Regions from separate parts of the Rattus norvegicus genome. Here region 1 is linked to region 2. The links are chromatin contacts, called in public Hi-C maps. All regions are on one chromosome and are shown on one strand. The core of a region is the stretch at or near the end of the contact, and the rest is flanking DNA. Distances in the headings are between cores, read along the strand shown. Region 1 overlaps St3gal6 (ST3 beta-galactoside alpha-2,3-sialyltransferase 6). Region 2 has its middle 5.4 kb from the start of Cpox.

What was found. Hi-C and Micro-C count contacts between places; a contact is called where the count stands out from the background.
Region 1: a contact with region 2 is called in a Hi-C map of hepatocytes, with 7 times the contacts expected there. The contact joins two enhancer-like sites. A contact is called at or near these places in 12 of 12 Hi-C or Micro-C datasets (the A7r5 cell line, the Rat2 cell line, Schwann cells and 7 more) and 1 of 1 datasets of contacts at active chromatin or transcription factors (oligodendrocytes).

The regions. Positions count from the first base shown.
Region 1 is chr11:55,589,781-55,593,122 of GRCr8, reverse strand. It overlaps St3gal6 (ST3 beta-galactoside alpha-2,3-sialyltransferase 6), which reads right to left. Exons shown (of 10, transcript NM_207602.2): 10 at 2,173-3,149. The coding sequence ends at 3,063. Among named protein-coding and RNA genes, the nearest start is that of St3gal6, 45 kb to the right of the region's middle. Within about 2 kb of position 2,017, at least 1 of the 93 cell types and tissues checked has an H3K27ac peak or open chromatin away from gene starts, as enhancers often do. A contact at or near this core is called in hepatocytes, where this site is marked.
Region 2 is chr11:55,419,278-55,423,002 of GRCr8, reverse strand. No RefSeq gene overlaps it. Among named protein-coding and RNA genes, the nearest start is that of Cpox, 5.4 kb to the right of the region's middle. Within about 2 kb of position 1,697, at least 6 of the 93 cell types and tissues checked have an H3K27ac peak or open chromatin away from gene starts, as enhancers often do. A contact at or near this core is called in hepatocytes, where this site is marked.

The sequences.
Region 1 (3,342 bases), core at 768-3,267, 170 kb before region 2:
GAACTTGTACAAAAACATTTAAGAATGTGTAGGGCACATGATGCAGTTGTCCCCTTTCAGGTGGGAACACAGTAAACCATTTGCTGTTTCATTTTTATTCATGCTCAGAAGGCAACGTGGACTTTTCTTTAAGACACATACCCGTTGGAAGCTTTAAGAGACTCTTGAAGTCATTTTCCCAAAGAAGCCTGCTATTTTGTCTAACTGTGTCCCAGAACTGTGTAAGAACAAGGTGAGGCCATGTTTGCTGATATGATGCACATTGTGAGACTTGACTCCTATTGCCACTGTGCTCCCCTTGAACTCTACCAATGGTTTCCAGAAAAGACTTTTATGTGTTTTTCCTTTGCAGATAGAGCTGAGCCTGATTCAAATGATTTTTTTTCTGGTTTTGTACTTTTTCTTTAGCTTTTGTATTATAGATTATCTTCAGTTCTTAGTCACTTACATGTCTGGTAAATCTTTGGAAGACAATCAAGTAAAATGTGAAAGTCCACTTTTGACCAAACCCCTTGGTTATATTGTTTTGCTTTAATTCTTTGCTTGAAAAATATTCAATACTTAAGTCACTGTGGCTTACTGGGTTTTTCTTTTCCTGATAACACGATTGACTATAGAAATAGAGAGACGGCAGTGTGGCAAGTACAGCCTTTGGAGGTTTCAGAAAATTACACTAACTTGGCTGTCACTTGATCCTTGGAACCAGCACAGAGAGTGTGAATTCTGGTTGGCATCTTTATGAGATGCTGTTTGTACATCACAGTATTCCTGTTGAGGGTAACAGGACTAGCCCAGTTATTTTATTCATGTTTCACTGTTTGCACTTTCCATTGAACAATGGGTTGATTCACGTAGAGAACGTATATAGTCCTTACAGTTACTGTGTGTTCTATGTGTCTGCTTCTTCTCCCCCTGCCCTAGGGCGGGAGCATTAAGTGGTTGTAGCCACAAAGCTGCGGCAAGGAAAAGTCAGAGCTTCCATGCCTTGGCTCTCTATATTGTCACCTGAAGAGCAGCAAAGGGGAGGGGAAAAACAAGGCAGACAAGACCACTAGAGAGAACCCAGAGATTATGGGGGCACTGGAGGTTCCAAATCCTCCATGGAGAACTGACAGGGCTCTGTAAAAAGAAGTCGTTAATTCTGTTGGGTTGAACTTGAAAGTCCTCGAACTGCAAAAATCTAGGGAGTTGGATGGTTATAGGGTATCTAGGTTAACTGTGGCACCAATCTCAATTAGACCAATTTGTGTGTAGTCTCTCTCATTTTTGGCACTGGGAATGGTGAAAATAAAATGTATTGAAATACAGAAGTGAAAATAGCTCGAGTGTCAGTGATATTCTCCCAGAATGTATTTTTCTTACCTCGGCATGTACTGTAGTCACTTGATATTTGTATATGTTGCTAGAATTTAGGCTGTTGAAATAGTGAGATTCTAATGTGTTTTTAATAAATTATATATGTATATATATGTGTGTGTGTGTGTGTGTGTGTCTTGCTCAGATTATCTGGGTTAAATAAAACAACCTTGACATCATAGTCCAGAAAATGCCAAATTCCTCAATGTTGACAACAGTCCCATTTTATGACCAATATTAGAGTGGGCATAGCATCATTTCAAAATACTCGAACTAGTTTTTCCTCCCCTGGTCCCCCTCCCACCATCCCTGTTGCCAGCTCCACGATCCTCAAGCCTGCCTTATTATGGAAGTGAGTCTGGGCAGCCCAGCTCTGTGTGGCCATGGAGTAAGGGGGAAACACCCATAGGCATGTAGTCAGCTAGTACCAGCGCCCCTTGCCCCTCCAGTGAGGTAGCTGAACACTGACAGCATGAGCTACCCTCCAATCCCTCCTACCTACAAGCCGGCTTCAGTATCTCATTGATTCTGACATTTCATTCTATACTCTTTAGGGAGGAGGCCAGTAACACCAGCAGTTCCAGTAACACTTCCTGTTCACTCTCCTCCTCCCATTCTACCCCCAGTAGCCTTTGGTTGTGTGTACTAAAGGTCGAAAGGTGGAACTTTGCCTCACAAGCTACCGTTTGTTTACGTTTCATCAGACTTTTCTCTCATGTACCTGAATGACCTACTGAATGTTTCACTGAAGGCAAAATTTAATCATGCGAAATATGACATTTTCCCTTGCAAATAAACAAAAAAAAAATCTTAAGGTTTTATTTGCATTGTTTTACTGTTCTAATTTTCTTCAAATAAACATTTAAGTTTTCTTGAACAGTTAACACTGACACACACCCTTCATCCAACAGAAAGGCTCACCTCTGAGTTCAAATCCAACCTAGACTACATTGGAGTTTCTAGGCCATCCAGAGCTATATAGACCCTGTCTTAAAAAAAAAACTTCTTAATTTTAAGAAACGATGCTGTAGGGTGCAATGGCACATGGCTGTAATCCCAGAACTTGGAAAGCTGAGGCAAGAAGACAAGTTCAAGGCCTGCATGGGCTACATAGTAAGAACCTGCTTCCCCACACCAAAGTCTCAGGATGCATCGTGTGAGAGTGCTTTTCTAACATGGACAAGGCTACCTTTACTCCCTAACAGGAAATTATTACTGCTTTAATTAATTGCAGAGGAAACTTAATTAAACCGCTATGGATACCATGGACTTCCACAACCAGGCAATTCTGGTTTCCTGCCCCTGGTTCCTGTCACATGCCTGGGAGTAACCAATCTTAATAAGCATCTCAAAATGATATGTGACTGTCAGAATAAGTGAAGTCAGTTAAATCGCCTAGAACTCTTAAGATGAAGAAACTTTGAAAAGGTATTTTAAAACCCCTCAGAACACTAAAGATCATATTTAAAAACAACATGATCAAAACATGATCATTACATATTTCCCTGATATCTTAACTAAAAATCTTAGTTTTTCATAAATATATTCACAGAAATGTAGCTGATGGTTACAAATCACCAGGCAGCAACAGACCTAATATACACAATTATTTGATAAGTTCATTCAATATATTTAAAAATAAACTAAAATTTGCAGTACAAAAATAAAACTAATACTGTTTAGCGTCGTCTTTTGAGTCTATACGGTCAATTTTGAGTCAAGTTGATCACCATTTTTTTCTTTATAAGGTTCTTTAGAAAGAGCTGTTCTGCAGTCAGATTGTGATACGCATTCTGAAAAAGAAAATGAAATAGTTTTGTCATCGATCCTACTCTCCAGACATTATCAAAGTAAGATACTCTAATACTCTGCATGGTACAAATTTCCCATAATAAGCGCAGATGTTAGTGACAAGTTACATGGACCCTGCTTGCTCGTTTTTGCTCGAGAGTGTCCCCAAATATCACTTTCCATCTGAGTTGTTCA
Region 2 (3,725 bases), core at 448-2,947:
CAAGAATTTTTATCCCACAAGAGGAAAACATTTATGAGATTCAAATTGTTATCACCAGAGTCATAGATATGAATAATTCTAGCATTTCCGAAGATTCGTCCTTAGATTAGAAACCAGGCAATCTTCTATTGACTTGTGCTCCCTGCTTCCTTGACTCCAGACCCATCTTTCATTTCCACTGCCTCCCCTTCTACAGTGATCTTGTCCAGTATAAATCTGGTTTTGCTATCTGACCTCTGCCTTAGTGCTTTTTGTAATGGATCCCACCCACTTCCAAGTCAAGTATAAAGTCTGAAACAGAGTGAAAAAATAACCCTCACCTCATCCATTCACTGCCCTGCAATTTTGGTGACCATCATTCCACAATCATTGCAGCTGAGGGTCAGAACTTAGGTTTTAATAGGCTGCAGGACCAGAGAATCATCATTATTACTATTTTTAAAAATACTTGTATTCTGGGGTTCACAGAGAAAATCAGTGAACACCTTTATTACAACAGTACTGATAATATATTAATAATTATTCCATATTTGTGTTTTAAATTAGCTTAAATTTTAAGGATTTGGTGACAACAGCTCTAAGAGGTAGGTTCTATTTCTATCCTTTTGATGGATCAGGGAGCCTAGGATCAAGAAATTCAAATAAATATTCTCGAAGGGAAAAATCCAAGTTGCAAAGCCTGCTATTTAGACTTCATAAGCTATCCTCTTAACCTTGCTTGTATGTACCCTTGAGTAAACTGCAGATTCACAGGCCCATCATCTGCAGCTAGAGGATTTCCTACATACAGCGGTAAATATTTGAGAACGGCTAGTACATGACTGCCCTCTAGTGGTCATACTCTACTGTTACACCATTTGAGATTATAGTACAATATTTACATAATCTCCCCCTTATTTTTCCTCCTTTCCAATCCTCCCATGCATGAGCCAGACTTTGTGATGTGTGTGTTCTACAGCTGTAGTAAGATAAATTAAATTAGTTATAGTGACTGACCCTTTAAATGATCTTCAATTCAAATTTGTTACTAGTATATGAATAGTATCAGATGACTGTCATCAATCCTCATTTAATCCTGGAAATTAAATTCCATTAAAGATTTAAATTACATTTAATTAACTAATCAATCGATCAACTAATTAACTAATTAGTGTTTATATGCACATGTGCATGTTTGCATCAAAGCACTTGCGGAGGTCAGAAGCAACCTTTTGCCAGTCAGTTCTCTCCTCCTACCTAGTGGGTTCCCAGGATCAAAATTAGGACATTCATCAGGTTTTGGAGCAAGCGCTTGAACCCAATGAGCCATCCCTTCAGCTCAAAATTTAATTTCATTGCTGGAAGTCTGCATCCCAACTTGCAAGAGGGCAAACACCACGGGTACCATGCCGGAAGCAGTCTGATCACAGTTACAGGGGATTTCCTGCCCCAGGACCTGCTCAGTTCATTACACAACGGGAGTAATTTTGGATTTGTGTTCTTCATCATTTCCCCTTGTCCTTTTTATACGAAAGGGTGGAAGGATGAGAATTTTTTAACCGTTCGGTGATACGTGTGTAATCTCCCTGTTTCCATATTAGATTGTTACTTATTTCCGAACAGGAAGTGACGTGTAACTCGTGTCAGAATGGGGCCCCGTGCAGATAGTCCAAAGTCCCCAAGGACAGAGGTTTGTTCTTTCTGATGCAACTGTCAATGATGCAATGATCTGGGGGTGCAGAGCGCTGCTCTATCTCGTCTCTCAGACTACTCATTTCAAAGAAGAATAGGTTCAAAGTAGCTGATCTAATTCCTGCCTTATGTCTGTATCCTGGCTGCAGAGGAAAGGCCAAAGAGGAGAGCCTCCCTTCCTTTAAAGGCTAAACCCAGGTACACATGTGTGCATGCACACACACACACACACACACACACACACACACACACACACACACACACCCTTCACATTGTAATTTGGTCAGAAGCTTCAAGAGAAATTGAGGGTGGTGATTTCTTGTGAGGAAGCCATGTCTGTATTAAAACCTGGAGTGTTATTGTTAAAGAAAAAAGAAAAGAATAGATTTTGGGTGGAAACTAGCTCTTTTGCTTCATTTATTTGAACAACTTTTTCTTCCTTCGTTCGTTCGTTCGTTCTTTCCTTCCTTCCTTCTTTTCCTTTTCCTTTGGGGGCTGGAGAAGAGATGGAGATAGGGCTTCTTCATGTAGGCCTGGCCATCCTGAAACTCACTCTGCAGACCAGACTGTCCTTAGACTCAAGAGATCCTCCTGCTTCAGCTCCCCAAGGGCTGGGATTAAAGGTATGCACCACTACCACCCTGCTACCCTGGCTACTTGGACAACTTTTCTATATATTCAAGTCTAATTATTCATAGAAGTTACTGTAAAACATCCCATGTTTGAATAACTCGTTAATAACGTATTATAATTCTTGTAGAAGTGCTTCTGGTTGTGTTGAAAAACATGGTTTTTTTTTTCTTCTTCATGGTTCTTCTTGGTAGGAAGATAGCTATTTATCCCGATTTATCTATTTCAACTTTCCCGATTACATAGTTCAAACGTCAGTTGTACACCTTTGCCTTTTTGTGTAAAGCATGAACTTCAAGTCACCTCCTTGGCCCACAATCACTAGGCAGATCACAATGTTCTTAGTGGTCACTGGTCAGTCGTGTTACTTTCTCAGTCTGTGAGCTATATTCTCAGGGTGCAAAGTGTGTGTTTTATAAATGCACCCATGTGGCATTTTTATAAAATGGACCTGTGTGGCATTTTATAAAAATGAATGATTAAAAAGGGAATTATTTAACATGGGTGACTGTTAAGGAAGGGAAGAGAAACTGAGTGGTAACCCTGGAAATGAGATTTCGGCAAATTTAAGTGGGATTACAGGAGAAACTACTGACCCAGGGATAACACCACGATACCTTTGAGACATCTATTTGAGATCAAGAAAGTTATTAGTCAAAGTTTGACAGGACAGCATACATTTATTAAGAAAGAGGTAGGGGTTGGGGATTTAGCTCAGTGGTAGAGCGCTTGCCTAGCAAGAGCAAGGCCCTGGGTTCGGTCCCCAGCTCCGAAAAAAAGAAAAGAAGAAAAAAAAAAGAGAGAGAGGTAGATGGGCAAGAGAGAGAGGGGTTTATGTGTTCCTTTTAAGGATGCTGGAATCTGGCAAATCTCAAATCTGTATTGTAGATCATCGGGAGACGTTTGATAGTTTTTGCTGGTAAAATTTGATCTCTCTCTCTCTCTTCCTACCTCCCTCCCCTCCCCCCTTCCCCTCCCTCTCCCTCTCCTCCTCTCTCTCTCAGTTTCTCAAGACAGGGTTTTCTATGTAATAGCCCTGGCTATCCTGGACTTGCTTTGTAGACCGGGTTGGCCTTGAACTCACAGAGAGCCACCTGCCTCTGCCTCCCAAGTGCTGGGAGTAAAGGGGTGTGCCGCCAAGCCCAGCTGCAAAGACTCTTGTTGCCGAGGGAGCTCATCCATTATTCTATTTGAGTTTTCAAGTACTGGCTTGGGTTTATACATACCTAGGAAGGCAGAATGTCCACCAATACAAATTTGTTTCATGTGCAACTACCCTTATATAAACATACAGAAAAATGTTTGACAAAATATCTAGGAAATGTGTCTCACTATATATGATACATCAAACTTACTTCCTTAAGAACTTACAGAAGGCATCAGTGAGCTTGCTCAGCACGTATTGCCACCAACCTGGTGACCTG